2 separate regions of the Sus scrofa genome follow, and region 2 is linked to region 1. Evidence: chromatin contacts called from public promoter capture Hi-C data. All regions are on one chromosome and are shown on one strand. Each heading gives the region's core, a stretch centred on a gene start, on an enhancer-like site or on the middle of the called end of the contact. The rest is flanking DNA. Distances are from core to core; before and after follow the strand shown. Region 1 holds the start of YES1 (tyrosine-protein kinase Yes). Region 2 holds the start of ENOSF1 (enolase superfamily member 1).

Region 1 (3,107 bases), core at 445-2,944:
ACCAGCATGGCCAAAAACAAATCTGTATGCATTTTTTTTTACATGAAAATTTTATTGCCCAAGAAAATTAAGGGCAAATGATGTTTCAGAAGCTAAATCAAATAATAAAGCACCATGTTACATGTACCTTTTAATGTGAATGCCTATGCTTATCTTTGGTACATTTAATGAGCTGAAATTTTTTTTTCAAACCCTTATATGCATTTACTAAGTTCCTAGAATATCAGAATACTGACACGTGATGGTACTACTTCATATTTGTCGAAGATGTTTCTGAATTTCGCTAAAAACCACAAAGGAAACCAACAGCCCCAACATTGTTGTGATAATCCCACCAAAGAGGAAATACGAAGAGGAAGTTAATCTGAGTCTGAGAGGGCAGAAGTGATTTTAGCAGAGGATTCAGCCCTTTCAGACACTGAGTGACCCTCAGTTTTTTTTGTTTTTTTTTTTTTTTTGGCTTTTTGCTATTTCTTTGGGCCGCTCCCGCGGCATATGGAGGTTCCCAGGCTAGGGGTCTGATCAGAGCTGCAGCCACCGGCCTACGCCAGAGCCACAGCAATGCGGGATCCGAGCCGCATCTGCAACCTACACCACAGCTCACGGCAACGCCGGATCGTTAAGCCACTGAGCAAGGGCAGGGACCGAACCCGCAACCTCATGGTTCCTAGTCGGATTCGTTAACCACTGCACCACAACGGGAACTCCCTGACCCTCACTTTTAATCTCAGCTTCTTCGGGACCCTCTCCTTTTCTTCTCCATCGGCGACTCACTACAAGGCCAGTAGGAAAAGGTGCTTGGATGCAGGTGAGCAGGATTCCAGTTGGGGCTGCTCCGCGTTCGTCGGGGTGGCAGTCTCAGTTTCCACAACTGTCGAACAGGACAATACCTGTCCAGTTCCTTCGTTGGGATCTTGCCACGATCGCCTAAGAATACGGTCTCCTAAAACAAGCCAAAGCCACCATTACTGGGAGAGTCGCCAACAGAACTCGGCTTGGGTTCCCTCTCTCCGCAAGGCTGGTTCGACCAATAGTCAACAGGAAGCTCCTGGGGCTGGGACAGGATCCCTGGATCGGAAGGAGGCCAGACGCGAACGTTTTTTGGACGGCAGTCAGGACCGTGATGAGGGTGTTAGTAACGCCCCTCTGGCTCACGCGGCTGGCTGAGATTTTACTACCAACGACAAAGGGTGCGGAAGCATAGCGCTGAGGGGCAAGCACCCAACTCACCATTTCCCCCCTCCCCCGTGCCTACCCCGCAAAGACAAAGCCCCCGGCAACTACAGAGAGCCTGGCGAAGATAAGGGGAAACTACGACGGGGTGGAAGCGAACTCCCGCTCCATCTCCCGCCGCAGCCGAGCGGGCGGCCACAAGGTCCGCGGGTGGGGAGGGGGCGCTGTGGTACTGCGCTCCTCGTGGAGAAGCGCCTCCTCCTCACGCCCCCTTAGCCTGCGCCGCCTCGGGAATCCGCCCCGGACCCCGCCGCCATGTTGGGTCGGGAGAAGTAACTCGGACTCGCCGCTGACCCCGACCGCCGGAGGGCGGCCAACAGCCCAGGAGGGGCGCGTGCGGAGGCCGGAAGGCGGGGTCGCTGGAGCTCCGCGCCGCGCGAGTTCCGGTGACCGGTCGGCAGCGCAGGTAGTCCTCGCCCCCGCCCCCGCGCAGGGGGCGGAGCCTGGAGTGAGGGCGGGCCCCGCACGGGGAGGAGGCGGAGCGTGAGGCCGAGGGGTGGGAGAGCCCGGGAATTCCCTCCTCCTGAAGTAGCGAGTCCTCCGCTGGCTGTGCAATCGTTCCTGCCGCCGGGCGCCTGGGACGAGGAGGTGGAGGAGGGAGAGGGCCCCGCGGGCCTCGCCTCCGCCCGCCGCCCCCTCCCCGCCAGCCCTCCCCGCCGTCGCGGCGACTCATGCGAGCGCAGCTGGAGGGCAGGTAAGGACCTTTCGGGGCCCCGCGGGGGGAGGTGGCCGACCCCGGCCCACAGCAGTAGGCCCCGGCGCCCGGAGGCGCCGCTGCTCCCCGCCCCCGCCCGCTCCGAGTCGGGAAGTTGGGGAGAAACTTCTCCCCTCCCCCGGCCCCGCTAGCCCGGCGGGTGTGTCTCCTTCCCGGCGCTACCTGCTTGCCCCCAGCCTGGGTCTCCGCCCCGTCCAGCCCTTCTCCATCCCGCCCTAGTCCGCCCTAAGGTCCTCGCTGCGCTGGGACATCCGCACAAGCGTCTATAAGGTCGTGCGGGCCGTCGGCCAAGGGGGCAGCGAGGTTTATTTTGGCCGAAGTTAGGGGTGAGGGCTGTGGCCTCTTTCCGACCCAGGGGTCGGGGGTCTGCGCGTTGGCGGACGCCGGGTGGCAACTGTGCCGGGAGAGCGGGCGTGGTTGGGGGGAGCGAGTGGGTGAGCCTCTCGCTGCACTTGGTTTGATTGAAAACCGCAACATGTTAAAGTTTTCCTTTGTTTTGGGTTGGGGGTTGGGAAATATGCCGTTCTGCGGGCACTTTTACATTGTTTTGCAGTTCTGCCTCCCATTTGGTTCGGTTCTCTGTCCGCATGTGTTAAAGAAAATTTTGTTTTTAATATGTTTTTCTTTTTGGTAATTGCTTTCCGCTTTTGCTTCATTGGACATGGGGCAGCGTTGTTTTAAGAAGCTCTTCGAAAATCAAGTCCGATGTAGAGACCGCTTTAATTTTTGCTGTGTGGTGGTTGAATTATTTTCTGCTTAATTAAAACAGGCATGGAATGACAATTCATAAATTATTAAAGAAATGAAAAGTTGAGTCTCCATTCGAATAAAACTTTATGTTCATGCCATTATCATGGGAACATACATAGTTTCCACTGGTATGTGTGTTCACATAGATGATTTCACATATACCTATATGTGATTGTAGTATATTCGTGTATTGCAGCTGCAGGATTGCAGTACCAAAGTTATCTTGATAATTCTAGTGTGTTTAAACCATCCTGTTAAATGTTTATAGTTAAATTACATGAGGAGGAAAATATTACTATATATGTACATGTAAGTGTGCATTTAAAGCAAAGAAAGTATGTGGCAAATCTAATATCTTAGCTAGCACAATGGTTGGCACACAGTGGACAGGAAACAACATTTTGAATGG
Region 2 (3,107 bases), core at 186-2,685, 110 kb after region 1:
AATCTGAAAGAAAAAGACATCTTCAGAACCCAAAATACTCAGAATATATCACCTAGGCCAGAGACCCATTCTGAAAAAAAATGAACTGAGCCTATATTCTGGCCACATGCCTCCCCCCAAAAAATCAAGAAAGCAGGAAATAGTAGTGGTAAACAAATGGGTAACACGAGAATTAATGTTGATCCATGTGTAAAGTTATCTCCATATGGCACATGAGTAGGGCAGGACAAGGGAAAAGAAGGGCTATTTCCTATTAACATTTGCATTTCAGACTTCACTTGGAAAATGGTAAGATGCAGCCATCTGGCCTCCAATTCTCACAGGGTCATAATCAGCTGGAGCTGACTGGCTAACCCTTAGCTGCGGCAATTGCCTGTTTCTTACCCCCTTGCATCCTGGTGCCTACCTAGCCCCGGTAGGCATCTAAGTTAACCATCTCAGTCCTGAGCCAAGGAATTCATCCAACAGGGCTATATGTATGCATCCTTGAGCAGCAGATAACCTGGGTATCCCTGAGAACACCCCTGCCACACCCTCAAGAACACATTTCAATGGACTCTTACCTATATAGTATTGCCTCCCAAACATTTAACCCTCCAAACAGTCCTCAGTGGTGGTACAAGGCAAGGGGTTGTGACCTCACCCCCCAAAAAATAATATAAAACTTACTGTGTGCACACTTGGTGGGGGGAGATGTCCATAGCCTCCACCGTGTTGTCAAAGGGATGCTACAGCTTTGAGCCTCAGAGTCCCTGCAACTCTAAGAGCCCTTGAGTTTGCAGCCAGGACACTTAACTAGCTATGTGGCTTTGGGCAAATAATTTACATCACTTAATCTCTCTGAATCCCCAATTCACCAATAAAATGGGCATGACCTGCCTTCCTTGCAGTGTTGGGGGATAAGAGGTAAAGTATTCAAAGTACTGCATCAGCAGGGATGTAATAAATGGTGACCCACCTCTTAATTTATCAAACAGGCTGAGGTCACTTAAAGACACAGGATTTTCCAGCACAAGGCTGTCCTGGCTGAGCCGCATGGACCTGCAGACTGAGGTCAGGAATTGAGCCCAGGGCCGAATCTGCGGATTGCACTCTGACCAGACTCGGCTTCTTCCAGGGTGCTGCTCTGGGTACGGTCACTTTGCTAGTTTCTAGTCTGGGTGGAGCAGGGTCCTGCTGGGGCACTGACTCGGTGTGGGGTCAGCCGAGACCCTGAGCGAGTCTACCTGGGGGCGGGCAGGGTGGCAGTAGGCAGCACCCCCACTGCGGGACGGGAACTTGGCGCAAAGAATCGCGAATCGAGGACCTAGAGCTGAGCTGGCCCCTTGGGTCGGGCCAAGTTCTCGAGCGCGGCCACGCCCCCGGGCTGCGCGGCCAATCAGCCCCCGCCAAGCCCGGCTGTGCACCCTTCCGGCTGTGCACCCTTTCAGCTGCGCACACAGTGTCCTGCAGGGTTGGCGTCTCCCCGACACAGGGCGACATGGTGCGTGGCAGGATCTCCCGACTCTCGGTCCACGACTTGCGCTTCCCCACGTCTCTCGAGGGCCACGGCTCAGACGCTATGGTAGGTGCTGCCCAATGCCTCTGGTCTCATCGACGCCAGGGCCCTCCTTGGCGCCGGGCACCCCGTGGTCCTGGAAAGGTTCCCAACTTTGGAACTGTTGCTTTTGTGAGTGGAGAGGCCGGGAAGGGGAATGAAAGTTTTTAGAGATTCTACACTCTCCTAGGTTTTATTTTTTTCTTATTGTTTTTTGCTTTGCTGGAGTTTAGTATTTCCTGTTTTTACTTTTATGACTTGCATTTTGCTGGAAATGGAGTGCATGATATGCAACAACAGCAAAACGGTGGTGGTGTCTCCCCATCAAACCTTAGACTTGACATGGTTCGCGGTGGTAGAGACCAGAAAGCCCCTGGCAGGGTGATTTAGGTGGTGATCCTGCCTCTGCCACAATTTGCAGTGACCAGAAGATCCTAACCTCTCTGTGCTTCTTGGGCTTATCTGTGAAATGAACAATTCACAGTCTGCCTGGGAGACCAAACAAGCTCGTAGTAACAGGTGGTTTGAGAGGAGGCTGAAAACATGAATAGAGAGGATGTGTCACTGTGAACAGTTAAGCAGATGTCAATCTGTGGAAATGCAGTAAAGTACACACTGAAGGACATTTTTGCTCTGAGACACCCCACACCAGCACCACCTTCAAGTGCAGTATTTCCCAAACACATGAGCCCTGTGCAGGGTCTCCTCCAGCCTGTCCCTGGGACACTGCCCTTCCAGGCCCACTCATGAATGGCCACACTAGAAAAGTGTGGTTATGTAATGAACATGGGAAGCATCCAATTTAGGATAATGATTACCCATTACTTGTAGGGGGTGGGGAATGGATACCTCAGGACTGACTTTAACTGTACTTTTGAGCTGGGTGGATGTTCCTCACATTCCTTGTCCTTGGTGTACTTGAAGTGGTTTCTTGTTAAAAAGTGCTGAAGTTGGAGTTCCTGTCCTGGCTCCGTGGTAACGAGCCCCACTAGTATCTGTGAGGACTCAGGTTCCATCCCTGGCCCCACTCAGTGAGTTAAGGATCCCCTAATGCTGTGGTTGTGGTGTAGGCCAGCAGCTATAGCTCCAATTCCACCCCTAGCCTAGGAACTTCCACATGCTGCGGGTGTGGCCCTAAAAAAAAAAAAAAAAAAAAAAAAAAAAAAAAAAAAAAAAAGATGCTGAAGTTCTTTTTATTTAATTTTTATTTTTATTTTGTCTTTTTGCCTTTTCTAGGGCTGCTCCCACGGCACATGGAGGTTCCCAGGCTAGAGGTCTAATTGGAATTGCAGCTGCTGGCCTACACCACAGCCACAGCAACACCAGATCCAAGCCGCGTCTGCGACCTACACCGCAGTTCATAGCAATGCCAGATCCTCAACCCACTGAGCAAGGCCAGGGATTGAACCCGCAACCTCATGGTTCCTAGTCAGATTCCTTAACCACTGACCCATGATGGGAACTCCTTTTTTTTTTTTTTTTAAACACTTGACGGCACCTGGAAGTTCCCCAGCCAGGGATCCAACCACAGCCACTGCAGAAGCAGTGCTGAGTAGTTATGCTGTGAGCA

What was found. Promoter capture Hi-C pulls out the DNA fragments that hold promoters and counts their contacts.
Region 2: a contact with region 1 is called in a promoter capture Hi-C map of liver, with 4 times the contacts expected there. The contact joins the promoter of ENOSF1 here to the promoter of YES1 in region 1. A contact is called at or near these places in 1 of 5 promoter capture datasets (liver) and 2 of 47 Hi-C or Micro-C datasets (epiblast stem cells and liver).

Annotation. Positions count from the first base shown.
Region 1 is chr6:105,504,390-105,507,496 of Sscrofa11.1, forward strand. YES1 (tyrosine-protein kinase Yes) reads left to right here and starts at 1,695. Exons shown (of 12, transcript XM_021096152.1): 1 at 1,695-1,927.
Region 2 is chr6:105,611,823-105,614,929 of Sscrofa11.1, forward strand. It overlaps ENOSF1 (enolase superfamily member 1), which reads left to right and starts at 1,436. Exons shown (of 16, transcript NM_001243617.1): 1 at 1,436-1,564. The coding sequence starts at 1,481.